2 separate regions of the Ovis aries genome follow, and region 1 is linked to region 2. A link is a contact called in public Hi-C data. All regions are on one chromosome and are shown on one strand. Each heading gives the region's core, a stretch centred on a gene start, on an enhancer-like site or on the middle of the called end of the contact. The rest is flanking DNA. Distances are from core to core; before and after follow the strand shown.

Evidence for each region. A called contact is a pair of places that touch in the nucleus more often than the background predicts.
Region 1: a contact with region 2 is called in a Hi-C map of muscle, with 6 times the contacts expected there. The contact joins the enhancer-like site here to the promoter of IGFBP5 in region 2. A contact is called at or near these places in 2 of 16 Hi-C or Micro-C datasets (muscle and skin fibroblasts).

The regions. Positions count from the first base shown.
Region 1 is chr2:218,892,873-218,895,754 of ARS-UI_Ramb_v3.0, reverse strand. No RefSeq gene overlaps it. Among named protein-coding and RNA genes, the nearest start is that of TNP1, 27 kb to the right of the region's middle. Within about 2 kb of position 1,519, at least 1 of the 54 cell types and tissues checked has an H3K27ac peak or open chromatin away from gene starts, as enhancers often do. A contact at or near this core is called in muscle, where this site is marked.
Region 2 is chr2:218,687,556-218,690,417 of ARS-UI_Ramb_v3.0, reverse strand. IGFBP5 (insulin like growth factor binding protein 5) reads left to right here and starts at 1,576. Exons shown (of 4, transcript NM_001129733.1): 1 at 1,576-1,922. The coding sequence starts at 1,589.

The DNA of each region.
Region 1 (2,882 bases), core at 270-2,769, 210 kb before region 2:
CAGAGGAGTGGTGGGGAGAAAATCTGCTGCAGAGGAAGGAGCTACCAGTTAGGAATCAGAATATTCTCTCCTAGATCAGCCCTGTCTTTTACAAGCTGGGCCTGTCACTGAACCTCTGTCTTAGCTTCTCAGTATATAAAATGGAGATGACAAACCCCTCCCACACTCTCTGATGACTCTCAGCACAGCTTTCAGTAGGCCCTTATCAGAAAACCACATAGGAGTATGTGCCCACCTGGCTGTGGATTTATTGTTATTTACAAGAAGTGATAGGAACTTCCCAGGTGGCTCAGTGGTAAAGAATTTGCCCGCCAAGCAGGAGGCACAGGTTCAATCCCTGGCTCGGGAAGATCCCTTGGAGGAGAAAATGGCAACCCACTGCAGTATTCTTGCCTGGAAAATCCCATGGACAGAGGAGCCTGGCAGGCTATAGTCCATGGGGTCGCAAAGAGTCGGACACAACTTAGCGACTAAACCATGACAATAATAGGAAGTGATGGAAGGAAGCTGCTGTGCAGGGCAGGGGCACCCAATCCCTGGGCCACAGACTGGTGCCAGCCGTGGCCTGTTAGGAACTGGGCTACACAACAGGAGGTGAGCGGTGGGCTAATGAGCAAACCTTCATCTGTATTGATAGCCACTTCCCTCATTCACGTTACTGCCTGAGCTCTGCCTCCTGTCAGATCAGCAGCATTAGATTCTCATAGGAGCTCAAACCCTATGAGCTACTACGAACTGTGCATGCAGAGAATCTAGGCAGCATGCTCCTTATGAGACTGTAATGCCTGATTGTCTTATTCTGCATTATGGTAAGTTGTATGATTATGTCATGATATATCACAATATAATCATAATAGAAATAAGTGTTTGTTGCTCAGTCACGTCCGACTCTTTGTGTCCCCGTGGACTATAGCCCACTAGGCCCCTCTGTCCATGGGATTCTCCAGGCAGAATACTAGAGTGGGAAGCCATCCCCTTCTCCAGAGGTTCTTCCTGATCTAGGGATCAAACCCAGGTCTCCCGCATTGCAGGCAGATTCTTTATCATCTGAGCCACTAGGATAAAGTGCACAATAAACGTAATGTGCTTGGATCATCCTGAAACTATCCCCCTCCCGGGTCTGCGGAAAAATTATCTCCCTGGTTCCTGGTGCCAAAAAAGGTTGGGGACCGCTGGTGTGAGAGACACTGGGTAAGGGAAGAAGGGGCCTCCTGGGGTCTTTGCATGGTTCTTATCCCTTGCTGGCCTTGCAGAACCTACGGCCATCAGACTTGCCCATTTTTCATCTCCCCCCTAGTCGCATTTCAAATCTTTATTGGTCGATTGAATTTATTTTTGGACTTTGTCAGCGTGGGCACGCCAGGCGCAGTCAGGCCCTGTTATGGAAGCGCAGAAGAGCTGGCCTGCTCTGACTACGGAGAGGTAACTGCCAAGGGGAGCACGGGAGCGGGCAGTGATACGAGACCCTGTCCTCTGAGTCAGCCTTGATGCCAGGCGGGTGAGGTAAGCCTCCGTCGGGGGCACCCTTCACCTGCTGGCTCCTGGCCTCTCTCTGGAGGCCATCAGTTCCCTGCAGGCTGGCTAGGGTGTGAGAAACAAGACAGGTCTGCTTCCTGTGGCTCCTGGCTAGAAAGTAGCGGCCTAGATTCCATACGTCAATAAGAAGACAGACAGCGAGCTGGTGCTGCCCTGGAACAAGTGTTCCCAAGCCAACTGTCTGGGACTGCTCTAGCCATCACTTTGGACTCCACGACCCTGGACCCTGTCTTCTGGATCCAGGACTCAACTGCCCCTTCTGAGATGCCCATGAGCCCAAATGACACACCGCTCCTCTGCTGTCACTGCCCCACCGGCACAAGTGAGTTTCCAAGTGGAGGAAAAATAAGGCTTCGTTTTCCTCTGAATCTGAGAAGTCAAGCTCCCGTGAACCGGGGCAAGCTACCCTAGGCACAACTGTCTTTAGCTTAAGATCAGAAGGAATGTGTCAGGGCTAAAGAGTTTTGAAAGACAGACCACAGAAAGAGGCTCATTCACTGCCCTCCAGGTGTGCACACATACCCTGGAGGTGCTGGACCCATCACTAAAGGAGGTTACGGAAGCCCTTATGTGCATGACCTGGGGGAGAAAAAAAGGACGTGATGGCCCAGAAGGAAGTTCCTGGGGAGGGAAAATTTGTGACTCTTTGCACCATGAAATAGACCAGTGCTTGCCTGTTATGTCTGCTTGGAACACACAGCACCTACAGGTACATCCTTGAACACCGCAGGTCTTCTCACCCAACTCTGGTGACTGGAAAACAGCAGGCTTCCAATCCCTCTGACCAGTCAAGAGGTTGGGATTAGGGTTAGGTGAACCTGACTGGTGAGCATCCCAGGCCGGGCATGCATCCTCCGGGACCCAGGGACCAACCCACACCCACAGGTCTGAGAACCTGGGCGAGCACGGGCTGGCCAGCTGCGTGCTCTCACACACAGGGCCCATCCAATTCACAGATCAGAAGTCCAGTTGAGGTGGGAGAGGACAAGTGGCCCCTTGGGGCCAGGAGAAGGCTCAGAAAGACCCCTACTGGGGAGGGGCCTCTCCGGCTCCCATCTGAGCACCAGCACCCAGGTCTGGCCTGGGGCCTGGCCTTCCTGGCGCCCTCAGACGTGGCTCCTCTCTGTCCCTCCAGAACAGATCTGGTTTCACTAGACTTGGAACTCTCCGAGCCCTTTCCTGCTGTGGACTGATTTATTTGGATGCATCTGTCAGAGCGTGACTGAAGGATGTCTGGACGGCCAGGAGCACAGCATGGCAGATGTGCCTCAAAATGCCTCCAAGGGAGGCCCCTTCCCCACCTTCCCCCTGTCCTCAGCCTGGGAAAGGCCAGGGGAGGCTGAGGA
Region 2 (2,862 bases), core at 327-2,826:
CTCAGTGCTGCCTATGATGCTGCTGCTATGAATGTCCCTTGGTGCAAGTACACACAGTATGCACACACAACACACACACACACACACACAGAGCTTCCCTGGGCCAACAGTGTAGCTAAAGAAAAACGGCCCCTTCCCCCTACAACCAAAGACAGTCACTTCACCAGCAACAGAAACACTAGATTAAATCCCCTTCCCCAGATTTTTAGGGGGGAATTTAGTGTCTCTTTTCTATTTCCCCTCACCACCCATCGCTGGCCATCTTACACTAACACCCATTCCAACACACACACACACACACCCTTACTTGGTCACTCAGACACCAGCAGACAGCCATTTCCCAAAGCTAAGGTAGCATTTCTTGGGCACTCTATATATCCAGTTGGCTAATAAGAAAATTCTTCTCCCTCCAGCCTGCGCCTTGGCTAGCTAAGGGGTGGGAGGGACGGGAGATGAGTTGCTCCTTATTGTATCCACCGCGCTGCAAGAATTCTCCCCCTCGACCCCCACCTCCTCTCCCTCTCTGGGCAGCTCCAGCCCTGTTCCCCGAGCCCCCCTCCCCCGTCCCCTCATCACTTTCTTCCATTCTAGGGAGAGGAGGGAGCTGTTCAGGCAGCGAAGGGGAGCCCCCGTGTGTCTAGAAGGCCTCTCCCCACCCCCATCCCGTGTGAGTTTGTACTCCTTGGCATCCTTGCCTGGGTTGGGTGTTGGGGAGCTCAAATTGCAGCTACAAACTGGCTGGCAGCCAGGGGCCGTCTATTTAAAAGCGCCGGCTCAACCGGAGCCCGTAGTCTCTTTGGAAACTTCTGCCGGGGGAAAAAGAGCTAGGAAAGAGCTGCAAAGCGGTGTGGGTTTTTTCCTTTTTTTTCCTTTTCCCCTCCTCTTCTTTACTACCCTCTCCTCCGTTTGCACCTTTCTTCGGGCTTCACGCAGAACCTGCGAATTTCGAAAAGGTGCTAGCAGAGTGGGAGAAAAGAGGTGTTGGGGGTTTGGTGTGTTTTTTCTTTTTTTTTTTTTTTAATTTCTTGATTTCCACATTTTTCCTCCGCCTTCGCGGCTGCAGCCGCCGCCTCTTACCTGTTCCGCAGCAGCCGCGCGCCGCTGGCAGCTGAGGGTTAGAAAGGAGCAGGGTGTACTTTGAGATTTTAAACAAAAATTTTGAAGAAGAAATCTATTTTTCTCCCGCCCCCCCCCCCACTGCCTCTCTCACAGCCTCCGAGCTCTTTTTTTCCGGTGGTTGTTGGGGGGTGAACCATTTTTGGCTCCCCCGCCGCAATTCTGACCAGGTCAGACTCGTGGGGAAGGGGATTTGTTTCTCCAGCCTCCGATTCCTCTGCATGCACCTGGCGCTGCTCCCTTTCCCCCTACCTGTTGCAAGTCTGTAATCTTTGCAATTGAGACTTGCTTGCAGGCACTCCAGCCCTCCATCGCTCCCTACATTTTGCAATTGTCCGGGGGAGGGCACCTGCTCTACCTGCCAGAAATTTTTTTCAAAAAAGAACATTGCTCCGCGCTCCCTCCTGGCCCCTCTCTCCCTGCACTCTCGCGCTCCTGCCCCGCCCCAGGTAAAGGGGGAGACTCGGAAAAGATGGTGCTCACCGCGCTCCTCCTGCTTCTGGCCGCCTGTGCGGGGCCGGCCCAGGGTCTGGGCTCCTTCGTGCACTGCGAGCCCTGCGACGAGAAAGCCCTCTCCATGTGCCCCCCCAGCCCCCTGGGCTGCGAGCTGGTCAAGGAGCCGGGCTGCGGCTGCTGCATGACCTGCGCCCTGGCCGAGGGGCAGTCGTGCGGCGTCTACACTGAGCGCTGCGCCCAGGGGCTGCGTTGCCTCCCCCGGCAGGACGAGGAGAAGCCGCTGCACGCCCTGCTGCACGGCCGCGGGGTTTGCCTGAACGAAAAGAGCTACCGCGAGCAAGCCAAGATCGGTGAGCGCGCTCCGTGTGCCAGAGAGCTACACGGCGCACGGGCGGGGGCGGGGGGGGTGGTTGTGGGGGGGCACGGGACAGGCTGGCCCCGAGCGCTCTGCCCAGCAAGTGGCTTAGAGCCGGGGTGCTGGCCGAGAGGAGGGCGGGGAGGGTCCCTGCACTTCGGAATCGGAGCCCCAGCCGATCCTGCTACCCCAGGAGTCGGTCTAGCCGAGCCTCTCCGGGTTTTCGCTCCTTCTCCTCGTCCCTACCCCCACCTTCTTCACCCCACCCCTCCCCCCTCGACTAAACGGTGACTCTGAGCTCCTATTTCTTCTCTAGATGCAAATCCTCAGGTACTCAATCTCCAGTCCGAAAGTGTGCATCTTATATGATCAACTCCCTCTCCACCACCTCCAATATGCTGTGGGTTTTGTTTTTTTTCTGAACTTGAAAAAAAAATGCCTTTTGTTAAAATATTGCTTCAACTGGGGACCTGGAGAGAGAGGCGTTACCGGTTTTCGGTGCTAATTCTACCTTTGTCCCTCCCAGCCCCCCACCCCCCTACCAGTCCGTCTTTGACGTTTCTATTCTCCTACCCCGCCCCCCCCCCACACGGGCGCACACGCACACTCACGTGCACACATAACACACGCACGCACGCACCCTTGGTAGCTCTTGCCTTTGGGGCGGGGGCTTTGATGCCCCTCCCACGTGCACACTCATTGCTCTTGACTTGATGCGATTGACTGGTCGTATGTAAAAGATACTGAAATGCAAAATATCTCTTTTTCCTCCCAGGAAAGGAAAGGTGACTTTGGGCAAGCTCAGAGGCGGCGGGGAGGTGGAGCAAGTCGGGGGCGGGGGGGTGGGGGTAGTGAGGGAAAGGAATGGGAAAGGTGGGCTTGATGTTCCAGGGCTGGCTGTTCCTGAATCGAGCTCCTTTCCCCTGCTCCTATTC